Linked DNA regions of Ovis aries: region 1 is linked to region 2. The links are chromatin contacts, called in public Hi-C maps. All regions are on one chromosome and are shown on one strand. The core of a region is the stretch at or near the end of the contact, and the rest is flanking DNA. Distances in the headings are between cores, read along the strand shown.

Region 1 (5,953 bases), core at 3,202-5,701, 130 kb before region 2:
CCAATCTACTAGGGGTATCCTGATCACATACTCAATGACACGGATAATTAGAAAAGAATCCATATCAACATGCGACAGTGACTATTAACATCACATTAGATTCCAACTAAATACTCCAAAACAAAGGTTCCAATTCTCCCCAAACCAACGTAATTTCAGTAAACTAAAAGCCATCGCCACTGGAGACAGACAGTGAGTTTATTCTCAACTATTCTTTGGAACAGGATAATTATTCTAGCTGAGCTATCCCCTTCCCCCCACATATCAGTAGCTATTTTGTTGCTCAGGGCAACTTAAGAGCAGTGGCGTGAAATGCTAATGACATTAAACTTTAGAAATTCATGAATGTTCTTCAGTAGTATCTCTAAAACATTTCCACCTAACAGAAAAGATACTAGTAGGAAATGAAGGCTCTGAATTTCGAAAGGCACGTTTTAATACAAATAAAGGGGGCACAGGGTCATTTACTTACAGGATAAACAGAATGCTCATTTGTACAGTTAAGATTAACCAACCATAAGAGGAGGTTAAATAAAAATATGAGCGGGGGTGTGGAGAAGACACAGGGAATGCTTTATTTTTCTCATTTAGAGTGGTGTTTATATCAGTTGGATCATGTACAACACTGCAATCAAATCTCTTAGTTGATTGAAGAGGATGTCCCTTGCTATACTATCTTGGCAAATAGCACAGAGAGAACTAGAGTTAACTGAGTCAGCAGCTGACCAATAAAAAGCACTAAAAACCTCCCATCACTTTGACAGTAACTACCCAGAAACTTAGTAAACCCAAAGTTATCAGTATGTCTCACCTTACACTGCCTTTATCAATGACTTTGGTATTCTTTCCAAAACTCCAAAACCCCAGCCTAATCATGAGAAAAATTATCAAACAAATTCAAATGGGGGACATTTTATTGGATATTTGGCTGGTACTTCTCTAGACTGTCAAAGACATGGCAACTAAAAGGAAATGTGGCACCTTAGATTGGCCTCTAGACAGAAAGGAAATTAAAAACTGGTGAAATCCAAAGAAAATCTGGAGTTTAGGTGGTAGGCATCTGGTCCCATCACTTCATGGCAAATAGATGGGGAAAGAGTGGAAACAGCAGCTGACTTTATTTTGGGGGGCTCCAAAATCACTGCAGATGGTGACTGCAGCCATGAAATCAAAAGACGCTTACTCCTTGGAAGGAAAGTTATGATCAACCTAGACTGTATATTAAAAAGCAGAGGCATTACTTTGCCAACAAAGGTCCGTCTAGTCAAGGCTATGGTTTTTCCAGTGGTCATGTATGGATGTGAGAGTTAGACTGTAAAGAAAGCTGAGCACAGAAGAATTGATGCTTTTGAACTGTGGTGTTGGAGAAGACTCTTGAGAGTCACTTGCACTGCAGGAGATCCAACCATTCCATCCTAAAGGAAATCAGTCCTGAGTGTTCACTGGAAGGACTGATGCTGAAGCTGAAACTCCAATACTTTGGCCACATGATGTGAAGAGCTGACTCATTTGAAAAGACCCTGATGCTGGGAAAGATTGATAGTGGGAGAAGGGGACGACAGAGGATGAGATGGTTGGATGGCATCACCGACTCAACGGACATGAGTTGGGTAAACTCCGGGAGTTGGTGATGGACAGAGAGGCCTGGCATGCTACAGTCCATGGGGTCACAAAGCGTCGGACAGGACTGGCCTACTGAACTGAACTGAATGTATCAAAGTCAGTTTCTTAATTTTGACAAATGTACCACCTCTTATAAGGTAAACTAGGTGAAAAGTATGAATAGCTCTGTATTATCTTTGTAACTTTTCTGCAAATCTGCAATTATTCCAAAATAAAGTTGTTTAAAGAAAAAAAGAAATCAAGCAAGGTATTCTTATAATGGACCACTATTCGGCAGTTAAAAGGAACAATTTACTGGTGAGCGCACTGTGGATGAATATCAAAAACATTCTGAGTTAAAGAAACCTTTCACACAATATATAGTTTCATTTATATGGAAGTTCTAGAATAGACTTCCATAATAACTAATCTATGGTTAATAAAAAGAACAGTGAATGCCTTTGTGGGTAGTGAGGGATGGAGCTTGAAGGGGCAAAAGAGAAGTTTCTGGGTTTGATGGCACTTTTCTCATCTTTGATAAAGGTTTGTATTACACAGCTGTATTTTTGTCAAAACTCGTCAAATGGTGTATTCAAGACGTGTGGTTTTTGCTGTTACGTAAAATTTACCCGATTTTAAAGAAATACTTAAACAGTGTTAGATTAATGATATGTGCATACTGAAGTTGAAGGGGTAAAGTGTTCTCATTTCTTCAACTTACTTTGAAATACACAGAATAAAGATTGATGAATGAATAAAGCAATTACAAGTAAAGCAAAATGTTAATCGTTTACTGAATCCACGTGAGGGTACAATTCTTTCACTCCCTCTGTATGTTTGAAAATGTTTAAGTTAAACCTGAGTGGCAAGAGGGACGGCACTGATTACTTGATTACGGTACCTTCCATTATCACCTATGACCATCAGGAGCCTATATCTTTCCCACTAACTCTTCAGGGCTTATTTGCCTTCATAACCAGCATCTGCATCCTATATTTGTAAAAGAAATCAAAGGGTTGGCAGGGCTCTGCCCTATAGTCATTCGCCGTATTTCTGCCAGGCTCATCTATAACAACCTTTCCTCATCACCTATCGACTCTCTCCCTAGAGCCTTCAGGTTCCTATCCAAGCAGGAGGCTGAAAGGTAGAAACACGACAGGACACAAAATATCTTAATGTGTCCACGATGCAACCACAAAATCCCGTTAAAGCTGCTGAAATATCCTGGGGCCGTTAACAGTGCGCCCGAACCAGTAGCTTAGCCTAAGACACACACGTTTAGGATATACACTTGGTAAGGCTGTTAAAACACTACCGTTGGTGGAAATTGTTAGCCGCTCATCGTGGCCGACTCTTTGTGACCCCAAGGACTGTAGCCCGCCAGGCTCCTCTGTCCATTGGGATTCTCCAGGCAAGAATACTGGAGTAGTTGCCATTTCCTTCTCCAGGGGATCTTCCCGACCCAGGGATCGAACCTGGGTTCCCTGCATTGCAAGGCAGATTCTTTACCCGTCTGAGCAACCAGGGAAGTACTGAAACACCACCGTTAATTGCCAAAATAGTACTTGATAAGCCATCGAAGCCCACTGCTCTCTCTCTCTCGGCCCAGGAATCGTGGCGCGGACGGGAAAACGAAGCCATGGTGACTAATCCTTGGGCTCCAGGAGGCGGCCCGGGGTGAGTGAAGGCGACTCGGCCCAATCGCCAGCGCCGCAGGGGGCGGGGCGGCAGCCCCGAGGCTTCCAGAAGGGGCCAAAGGCCTCTTGCTAGCTACCTGACACCGGGGTTTCCCCGCCGCCGGGCCCCTTGGCGGCGTCAACTTTCCTCCGGCAGAGAGGGGAGGGCCGCGCTCTCCGCACCCTCAGGCACCCGTCCTCCCCCGGCAGCTGTCACAGGAGGCCGGCGCCGGGCCCGCCCCGCTCCATTCATAACCTAAGGCCGCGACGGTTGCAGCCGGCCGCGCCGCCAGCCCGGGATCCCGAGACGAAAGCGCGGTGCCGCGCCGCTCAGGGCCGGGCGGCTGCACCAGGGCCCCTCGGGGCTGCAGCCCGGCCCCCTCCCCGGAAACAGCAATGCACCACGGGAGCGGGGTGGGGGCCGCCTGCCGCCGGGAGGCGACGCCGAGCCCCGCGGCGGCGAGACCCCCGAGCGCGCCCCCCAGTCCACACACACGCACACGCCCCCTCGACCCAACCGCAGCCGCTCGGGGCTCGGCTCGGCGGCCACCCGAGGCGCGCCAGCCGCCCCAGCCCGCCGCGCCGCCGCTGAGCCACCGGCCGCCGCCGCCACACACGCCGCCAGCCGCCATGTTCGAGGTGGCCGGCCGCGGGGACGCTGCGGAGGAACGCCGGCCGGTCGGCGGGGCCCAGCCTGAGGCGGCCGACAGCTTCCCCAGGCCGACCCACCCCCCGGCGCCCCGCGCCCCGGCACCGGCCCAGCCCGCCCTCCTAGGGTCACTACTCACGTGAGATAACGGCCCAAAGAGTCGGGTAAAGCGTCTTCTCTTTTTCGGCGGAATTTTTAAAGAGGGATGTGGTTACCTTGAGCAGAAATACCCAAGGCGGCCTGGGCCATAGGCTGCGGGGACGACGTGGGGGGGAAAGCGCGGCACCGACACCAGCTGTGCAGCAGCGGCGGCGGCGGCCGAGGGAGAGAAATGGAACAACGGCGCGGGCAGAGGAAGAAGAAAGGCGAGAGGGCTGGGTGCGGAGAGGATTCGGCCTCGTCACACCGCAGAGCCGGAGAGCGAGAAAGGATGAGAAGAGGCAGAGAAGGCGGAGGGGGGGGAAAAAAAAAAAGGAAAAAAGGAAACACACAGCAACCTAACGAAGAGCCAGCGAGTGTGGGAAGGCGGCGCCGGCAACGCCAGGCTTTATACTGAGGGGCGGGGCTTGGTGACGTCACAGCCAGCCGCGCGAGCCGGACGGCGCGGGGCCGCGGCGCTGAGAGGAGGGAAGCGGGCGGAAGAGAGAGGGGGCCGGCGCGGGGCGAGCCGAAGCGGGTGGGGCGGGGCGACCCCGCGGTGCAGGTGCCTGTCTCCCCCGCCCCCCGCCCCTCGCCCCCGGCTACTTCCCGCCCTCCACCGGTTCCCCGGCCGGTGGAGGGCCCGCTGCGCGGACGTGGGCGGGCGGGGGAGAAGGGAGGTGACCTGGACAGAGCGCGTCGTCGCCCGCGCCCCCGCCGCCCGGGCGCCTGCGCTCACGCCCGAGGCGGGCCGGGGCGCTTTGGGAGCTGGGCCCGGCGGCCGCGGCGCCAAGCGCGGTCCGGGCCCGAAGCTGGCGCGACGCCTGCACTGCCTGGAACCTGCTCTGCCTGGAAGAGGGTGAAAGAGGGGGGCCACCCCTGGAGCTTCCCGCCCCGCTACCTCCTCGAGAGCTCTCCGCTTTTTGCGGCCTCTGTAGGCTACGCCTGGGGACTGCCCTCCCGGGGTGAAGCTCCAGCCCCCGCGGGATGCGGCGCTCCTCTTTTTGGGAAGCGAGTTCCTAAGGGCCAGAACGGCTCGGCCCAGTGTTCGGGTGGTTGCAGGGGCTCGTGACCGCGTGGGCATGTCCCCAGTGTTCGCACGTTGCAGTGTGGTGCAGTAGGGTTTTGTTTTTTTTTGTTTTAAGGAGTGTGGCTTTTATGGCTTTCTTTTTAGAATGGTTGAGGCCAGCCGACCCGGTCCTTATTCATGAAGGACCTGTATTGGAGAGGGCATTACCGACGTTACAAGGGCACAGTACTTCAATTCCCTACGTCTCATTGCGCGGTCATTTTAATTTTACTGCTGCTGCTAAATCAATTCAGTCGTGTCCGACTCTGTGACCCCATAGACGGCAGCCCACCAGGCTCCCCCTGTCCCTAGGATTCTCCAGGCAAGAACACTGGACTGGGTTGCCATACAGAGCAAACTTATTTTTACTGGGGAGCCTAGGGCTACCTACATGGCTTTTAGTTTATTCTCATGTTTTTAAAATGTCGTCGCGCTCCCCATCAGAAACCCTGAGTCCTCCCGTGCTAATGCCTTGCAACTCAGCTGCAACGGCACAAATGAAATATATATTGACACACACTCCAAAATCTTTGAGATAAAGACAGACTTTTTTCCCCTGGCATTTCCCGACCATCTGTTTACTTTTAGCACTGTGGTTGCTACAAATCAGATATGAAAGAGAGAGCTTTCCTGGGTAGGAAGGTAGCAATGCTGAACATAGGCTCTGAGGTGAAAGTACTAGGTAAAAACTAGGGGCTGTGGACTCTGTTCCCGATTTCATATTTACATATTTCACTGTGCTGTCTCTTGGTTTTCTCTTTCATTCCTTAAAAATTCTTTTCGTTTCAGAACATTTACAAGCACAGCACTTTACTAGAC
Region 2 (6,575 bases), core at 1,370-3,869:
GATCTCTAGCTCTTCACCTTCCCTAATATAAAAATACTGATTTAAAAAATAAAAAAGTTTTTTATTTTTTATGCATAGAGAAGATTTGTTTTTTCCTCATAATTTCTTCAAGGGAAAAAGATATAATGTTTCAATGAAACTACGTAGGGAAAGTATTTGAAATGAATCGCACAATAGGAATCAAAATCAAAAACTGAATTAAAAAGTTCTCTAACATTTCATGCAAAGATGGGCTCAATAAAGGACAGAAATGGTATGGACCTAACAGAAGCAGAAGATGTTAAGAAGAGGTGGCAAGAATACACAGAAGAACTGTACAAAAAAGATCTTTATGACCCAGATAATCACAATGGTGTGATCATTCACCTAGAGCCAGACATCCTGGAACTCGAAGTCAAGTGGGCCTTAGAAAGCATCACTACGAACAAAGCTAGTGGAGGTGATGGAATTCCAGTTGAGCTATTTCAAATCCTGAAAGATGATGCTGTGAGTGTTGCACTCAATATGCCAGCAAATTTGGAAAACTCAGCAGTGGCCACAGGACTGGAAAAGGTCAGTTTTCATTCCAATTCCAGAGAAAGGCAATGCCAAAGAAGGTTCAAACTACCGCACAATTGCACTCATCTCACATGCTACTAAAGTAATGCTCAAGATTCCCCAAGCCAGGCTTCAGCAATATGTGAACTGTGAACTTCCAGATGTTCAAGCTGGTTTTAGAAAAGGCAGAGGAACCAGAGATAAAACTGCCAACATCCGCTGGATCATGGAAAAGGAAGAGAGTTCCAGAAAAACATCTATTTCTGCTTTATCGACTATGCCAAAGCCTTTGACTGTGTGGATCACAATAAACTGTGGAAAATTCTGAAGGAGATGGGGATACCAGACCACCTGGCCTGCCTCTTAAGAAACCTATATGCAGGTCAGGAAGCAACAGTTAGAACTGGACATGGAACAACAGACTGGTTCCAAATAGGAAAAGGAGTACGTCAAGGCTGTATATTGTCACCCTGCTTATTTAACTTCTATGCAGAGTACATCATGAGAAACACTGGGCTGGAAGAAGCACAAGCTGGAATCAAGATTTCCGGGAGAAATATCAATAACCTCAGATATGCAGATGACACCACCCTTATGGCAAGAAGTGAAGAGAAACTAAAAAGCCTCTTGATGAAAGTGAAAGAGGAGAGTGAAACAGTTGGCTTAAAGCTCAACATTCAGAAAACTTAAGATCATGGCATCTGGTCCCATCACTTCATGGCAAATAGATGGGGAAACAGTGGAAACAGCAGCTGACTTTATTTTAGGGGGCTCCAAAATCACTGCAGATGGTGATTGCAGCCATGAAATTAAAACAGGCTTGCTCCCTGGAAGGAAAGTTATGATCAACCTAGATAGCCTATTGAAAAGCAGAGACATTACTTTGCCGACTGAGGTCCGTCTAGTCAAGGCTATGGTTTTGCCAGTGGTCATGTATGGATGTGAGAGTTGGACTGTAAAGAAAGCTGAGCGCCAAAGAATTGATGCTTTTGAACTATGGTGTTGGAGACGACTCTTGAGAGTCCCGTGGACTACAAGGAGACCCAACTAGTCCATTCTAAAGGATCAGTCCTGGGTGTTCTTTGGAAGGAATGACGCTAACCCTGAAACTCCAGTACTTTGGCCATCTCATGCAAGAGCCGACTCATTGGAAAAGACTCTAATGCTGGGAGGGATTGGGGGCAGGAAGAGAAGGGGACCACAGAGGATGAGATGGCTGGATAGCATCACCGACTCGATGGACATGAGTTTGGGTGAACTCCGGGAGTTGGTGATGGACAGGGAGGCCTGGCGTGCTGCAATTTATGGGGTAGCAAAGATTCGGACACGACTGAGCGACTGAACTGAACTGAACGTTTCTAAATTATGTTCTGAACCAGAATAATACCACCTACCTTCCTAAGCTAATGAAATATGCACGGCTCAGAAGAGCGGCTTGCTATCTTTTTCTTCCAAAGGATATGATTTCTCCTGTCCGTGCCTCTGCCCTGTAATCTTGTTTGGTTTTCATTTTTATCTACTGTGGTTCCAACCATCCGATGTTTATCACATGCCCCACAACAGACGCCCGAACTAGATTACAAGCTCTCTTCTGCAAGGAGTGATTCACGCCGGTAGACAATCCTAAGAAAATGAGCACAATGACGAGCGCATAGTAAATGCTCCAAGGACACGTATGGGATTAACTCGAAGTGGACTGTAAAGAAAAGGTGCATCAGAGGCTGAAGGGAACTCTTAAGGGTATTACTCAGAAAACCGGGCTGTCCGAACAAAATCCTGAGTGGAGAAGTCTGGAGGCAAATTCCAAGCCGCAGAAACGTGAAAAGAAGTGGGGTAACCCTAAGGATGGCAGCGATGAAATTCACAGGTTGCGGACGGGACTCGGGCGGACCTCCAGAAGCAGAAACCCCACCCACCCCGGAAGAGCTCCCCCTGCTCAGACTCTCGGGGAGCCTCCCAGCCCCGCCCCTCTTCCGTGGGCTCGGCCGGGGCGGCTGCGCAGTGGCGCGCGCATAGGCGGAGCGGCGCACGTAGGCGGGGCGGCGCGCGCCGCGGTCAGCTGACCGTCCCGGCTGGCACGTGACTTGCTCCGTAGGCGCCGGGGTCGAGGAAGCCGTGAGGCCGGAGCTTAGGTCGGGGAGGGATGGAGCGCTGAGCCGTTAACGCCTGCCAGGCTGTCCGCCTCTCTGCCTGTTACTGCAGCCACGTCCTCGTTTGACACTTCCGTGGGTCAGTGAGCGATGGCTACCCCGCCTCGGAAACGCCGGCCGGGCCGAAGCTCGCGCTGCGGTCGCCTCTTGGGAGGGATGGGGGCGGGCGCGGGGGCCGAGACTGTGGCGTTGGAGCCGCCGGCTGTGCGGCCGTGTCTGGTTTCTTAGCGCGAGTTTGTCGCCGCCGTGGGCCTGGGTTCTGTCTCTTAAGGGGAAGGGAAGGAGGGGAAAAGAGAAAGGGCCCTAGGGACTGTTCTGTGGCAGAGGCAGGCATAAACACTGCGGGTCTGAGGCGTTTCTCCTTGGGTTGGGGTAAGGGTCACAGCGAATCCTCGCTCAGGGAGACGAAAGGTAACAGTGGCCCAGATAAGGATCCGGGGTGGTGTGTGTGAGGTCACAGCGAGCGGGACAGTCTCCCCTGGGCGTACGTGCTTGCGAATAAGGTGATGGCAGTTTAGAGGGTCTAGGAGACCCTCACCGAGGACGCAGGGTCCCTGTGACGGGGAAAAAAAGGGATTCCAGAGAACTCAGACCGTGGTTGTTTGTTTGTTTGTTTGTTTGTTTTAGAATGGGGGAAGAGTAGGCAAGAAACCGTGAAAAGGAACTGGAGGAGAGAGTCACACAGGCGAATTGAATCCCCTAGAAACAGAAGAGCAAAGGGAGAAAAGATTAGATTGTTTGCACCCCTCACTGAGGGTCATTGTAACTAACCCCCCCCCCCCCCCCCGCCCACCGCAAACAGCCCTGAAGTACACAGGAGATGTTGGATCATTTGGGGGTTGGGGAGACTCTTTTGTGAAGATCTGTTTCTGCCTTCCGAACTTATCCTTTGGTACTCTACTCCCGAATACCTTTTATTGAACAACAGTCACAGGAATTACGTTTTTGTTTTTTAAATTATTGTGTGTTTTACTGCGCTGGGTCTTCCTTGTGAGCCGGCTTTCTCCAGTTGCCGCGGGGGTGATACTCCCTAGCTGTGGTGTGCAGGTTTCTCAAGCTGTGTGCTTTCTTGTGAAGCACAAACTCTAGCGCGCTGGCTCAGTAGTCGTGGTTCAGTTGTCCTGAGGCATGTGGGAGCTTCCTGGCCGGGGATCGAACCCATGTCACCTGCATTGCGAGTCAGATCCTTCACCGCCGGGGCCGTCCAGGAAGTCCCTTTCTTGTTTGTTTTGTTCTCACAGGTCTTTGAGAGGAAGTAGATGAAAGTGCCATTCATCGTGTAGACTGGGACCTATCTAGATAGACTCTTGGATCTAGAAACAGATCAGATGATGTGTTTTAAGTCTAGCGTAACTTTTACTGTCTTCTGACTGCCAATTACCTGCCCAGTACTTAACCACAGTCTCTCTAGAGAGAAGGGTGAGTTTCTCCTAGTGCATTCTTACCTTTGATTCAGCACTTTCGGTGAAACTTGAGTAGGACAGCTTCAAAGGGATTCTGCAGCGGTGGTCAGTGCTTTAAAAACCGCTTTTTAGTTAGTTTGGGTGAAGCTGTTCAGTGTACAGTTCAGCTGGAGGAGATAATAAGCAGCAGGGTGGGCAGAAGGTGCTCAACTTGTCAATCACGGTTCTCTGGCAACCAGCACGTCTCAAATTGTGCTCAAGAGGGAACCTCGGGTTTATGTCTCAGAACCCCGGGATCTTTTTCTCTCCCCGGTGTATCTTGCAGGGACTAGATAAAATCTAAAGAAACAGTACTCGGGATCTGACTAAAGTGAATGCTGTGAGCTAGATGGTTCGTGTATAGAACTGGGCAGTAAATGATCGCTTTTATTATTTGTTGTCAGTCTTCGGAGCCTTATTTACATTAGTTCTCTCTACCTGAAAAGAAACATTTGGGCTTCAAAAGTCTGATTCTCTGATTATTTCCACAACTTTGTAAATAATTGCATTGGCCAAAGAGCAAAGCTGGAATGCCAAAATAAACCTTTGCCAAAGGGTCTCCTTGTGGTCCACCAGTCCCTAAGTGATCAGTCTTCCTTTTGAGCTTGAGTCTGCTTGGTCATGTATGGATGTGAGAGTTGGATTGTGAAGAAAGCTGAGTGCTGAAGAATTGATGCTTTTGAACTGTGGTGTTGGAGAAGACTCTTGAGAGTCCCTTGGACTGCAAGAAGATCCAACCAGTCCATTCTGAAGGAGATCAGCCCTGGGGTTTCTTTGGAAGGAATGATGCTAAAGCTGAAACTCCAGTACTTTGGCCACCTGATGCAAAGAGTTGCCTCATTGGAAAAGACTGATGCTGGGAGGGATTGGGGCCAGGAGGAGAAGGGGACGACAGAGGATGAGATGGCTGGATGGCATCACTGACTCGATGAACTTGAATCTGAGTGAACTCCAGGATGGAGTGATGGACAGGGAGGCCTGGCGTGCTGTGATTCATGGGGTTGCAGAGAGTCAGACACGACTGGAGTGACTGAACTGAACTGTACTGCTTAGGGGTAACTACAGTTTGCACCAAATGTGTGTGTGTGTGTGTGTGTGTGTGTGTTCAGTCCCTCAGTCATGTCTGACTCTTTGTGACCCAATGGAAATACATACCTCTTAGTTGAATTTTGTTTTTGTACGTGTTCTAATCTGTCTGCCAGAGTATACCTTTTCACTCTTTGGCTGTGCAACTTTATACCTTTTTATTTACAATCTAATTCATGTTCAGGTCACATTTCACTGATATTTTAAAGACATAGTAGAAACCATTAGCATGGTGCTCTTGGAAAGACAGCTCAAGCAGTGAAACCAGGCAATCTAAATTTTCTTTTCGACATGAGTGATCCTTGGAACTAGAAAATTCAAACTCTATTCTTGATAATGAAGCAAAATTCTGTTCCACAGGTGTAGCAAATCTGCTGTATATTTATTGAGTTCCAAGAGGAGTCCTTAGGGCAGTGGAGGAGAGGTGCCTTGGTTCCATTATAGACCAGAAGATGCGACCTTAGCTCTGTATTTGAAAATAAAATGCTAGACAAATGTAAAAATGGTATTTTATAGAAAGAGGTTGATGTATCTTTTAAGATACTTTATGCAAACTATCCATGAATAGGAAATTATTTGTAAATAAAGGTGGTTAACAGGTAGATTGACTTAACCATGACAGTGTTTTGTTGTTGTTAACGAGCTAGCCTATAGTTTAGTGTTTCTCCATGGGTGTTGTTGGCATTTTGGACAGAACTGCCTCTTGTTTGGCCACCAGCTGCTAAATGGTGGTAGTGACCCCCCATGTTGGGACAACCTAAAATGATCTCAGACATTTCCATACTTCTCCTTGAGGAGAGAGGTACAATTTGGTTGTAAAACACCCTTTGTGATGGCATCCTTTATCTGTTGAACATATACCTGAGTGCTTCTTAGTGACAGGCCCTCTACTATATGTTGGGGGCATAGAGGTTAAGAGTGGTGTTTTAGTAAACTTGCATGTAAAATGTATGTAGTCACTAGCTCTGCAACCTTGGGCAAGACTTCATTAACTGCCCTCTCATCTGCAAATAAGGGTGGTGATACCATCTTCCTCGAAGGAATCAAGTACAGAATTGCTTAGCATGTTGAGTGCTGATCACATAGTACATATTCAATAAGTGGTTGTCATTACCAGGAAACAGGATCTCAAGCTTACTTGAGTGATGAATTGGGGAGAGCAAACATGAAATTAAAAGACGCTTACTCCTTGGAAGAAAAGTTATGACCAAGCTAGATAGTATATTCAAAAGCAGAGACATTACTTTGCCGACTAAGGTCCATCTAGTCAAGGCTATGGTTTTTCCTGTGGTCATGTATGGATGTGAGAGTTGGACTGTGAAGAAGGCTGAGCGCCGAAGAATTGATGCTTTTGAACTGT

The links. A called contact is a pair of places that touch in the nucleus more often than the background predicts.
Region 1: a Hi-C map of tail adipose tissue shows a contact between it and region 2, with 2.9 times the contacts expected there. The contact joins the promoter of AZIN1 here to the promoter of ATP6V1C1 in region 2. A contact is called at or near these places in 5 of 16 Hi-C or Micro-C datasets (blood, hypothalamus, liver and 1 more).

The regions. Positions count from the first base shown.
Region 1 is chr9:74,536,013-74,541,965 of ARS-UI_Ramb_v3.0, reverse strand. It overlaps AZIN1 (antizyme inhibitor 1), which reads right to left and starts at 4,451. Exons shown (of 12, transcript NM_001291507.2): 1 at 4,067-4,451.
Region 2 is chr9:74,400,019-74,406,593 of ARS-UI_Ramb_v3.0, reverse strand. It overlaps ATP6V1C1 (ATPase H+ transporting V1 subunit C1), which reads left to right and starts at 2,619. Exons shown (of 14, transcript XR_009594993.1): 1 at 2,619-2,766.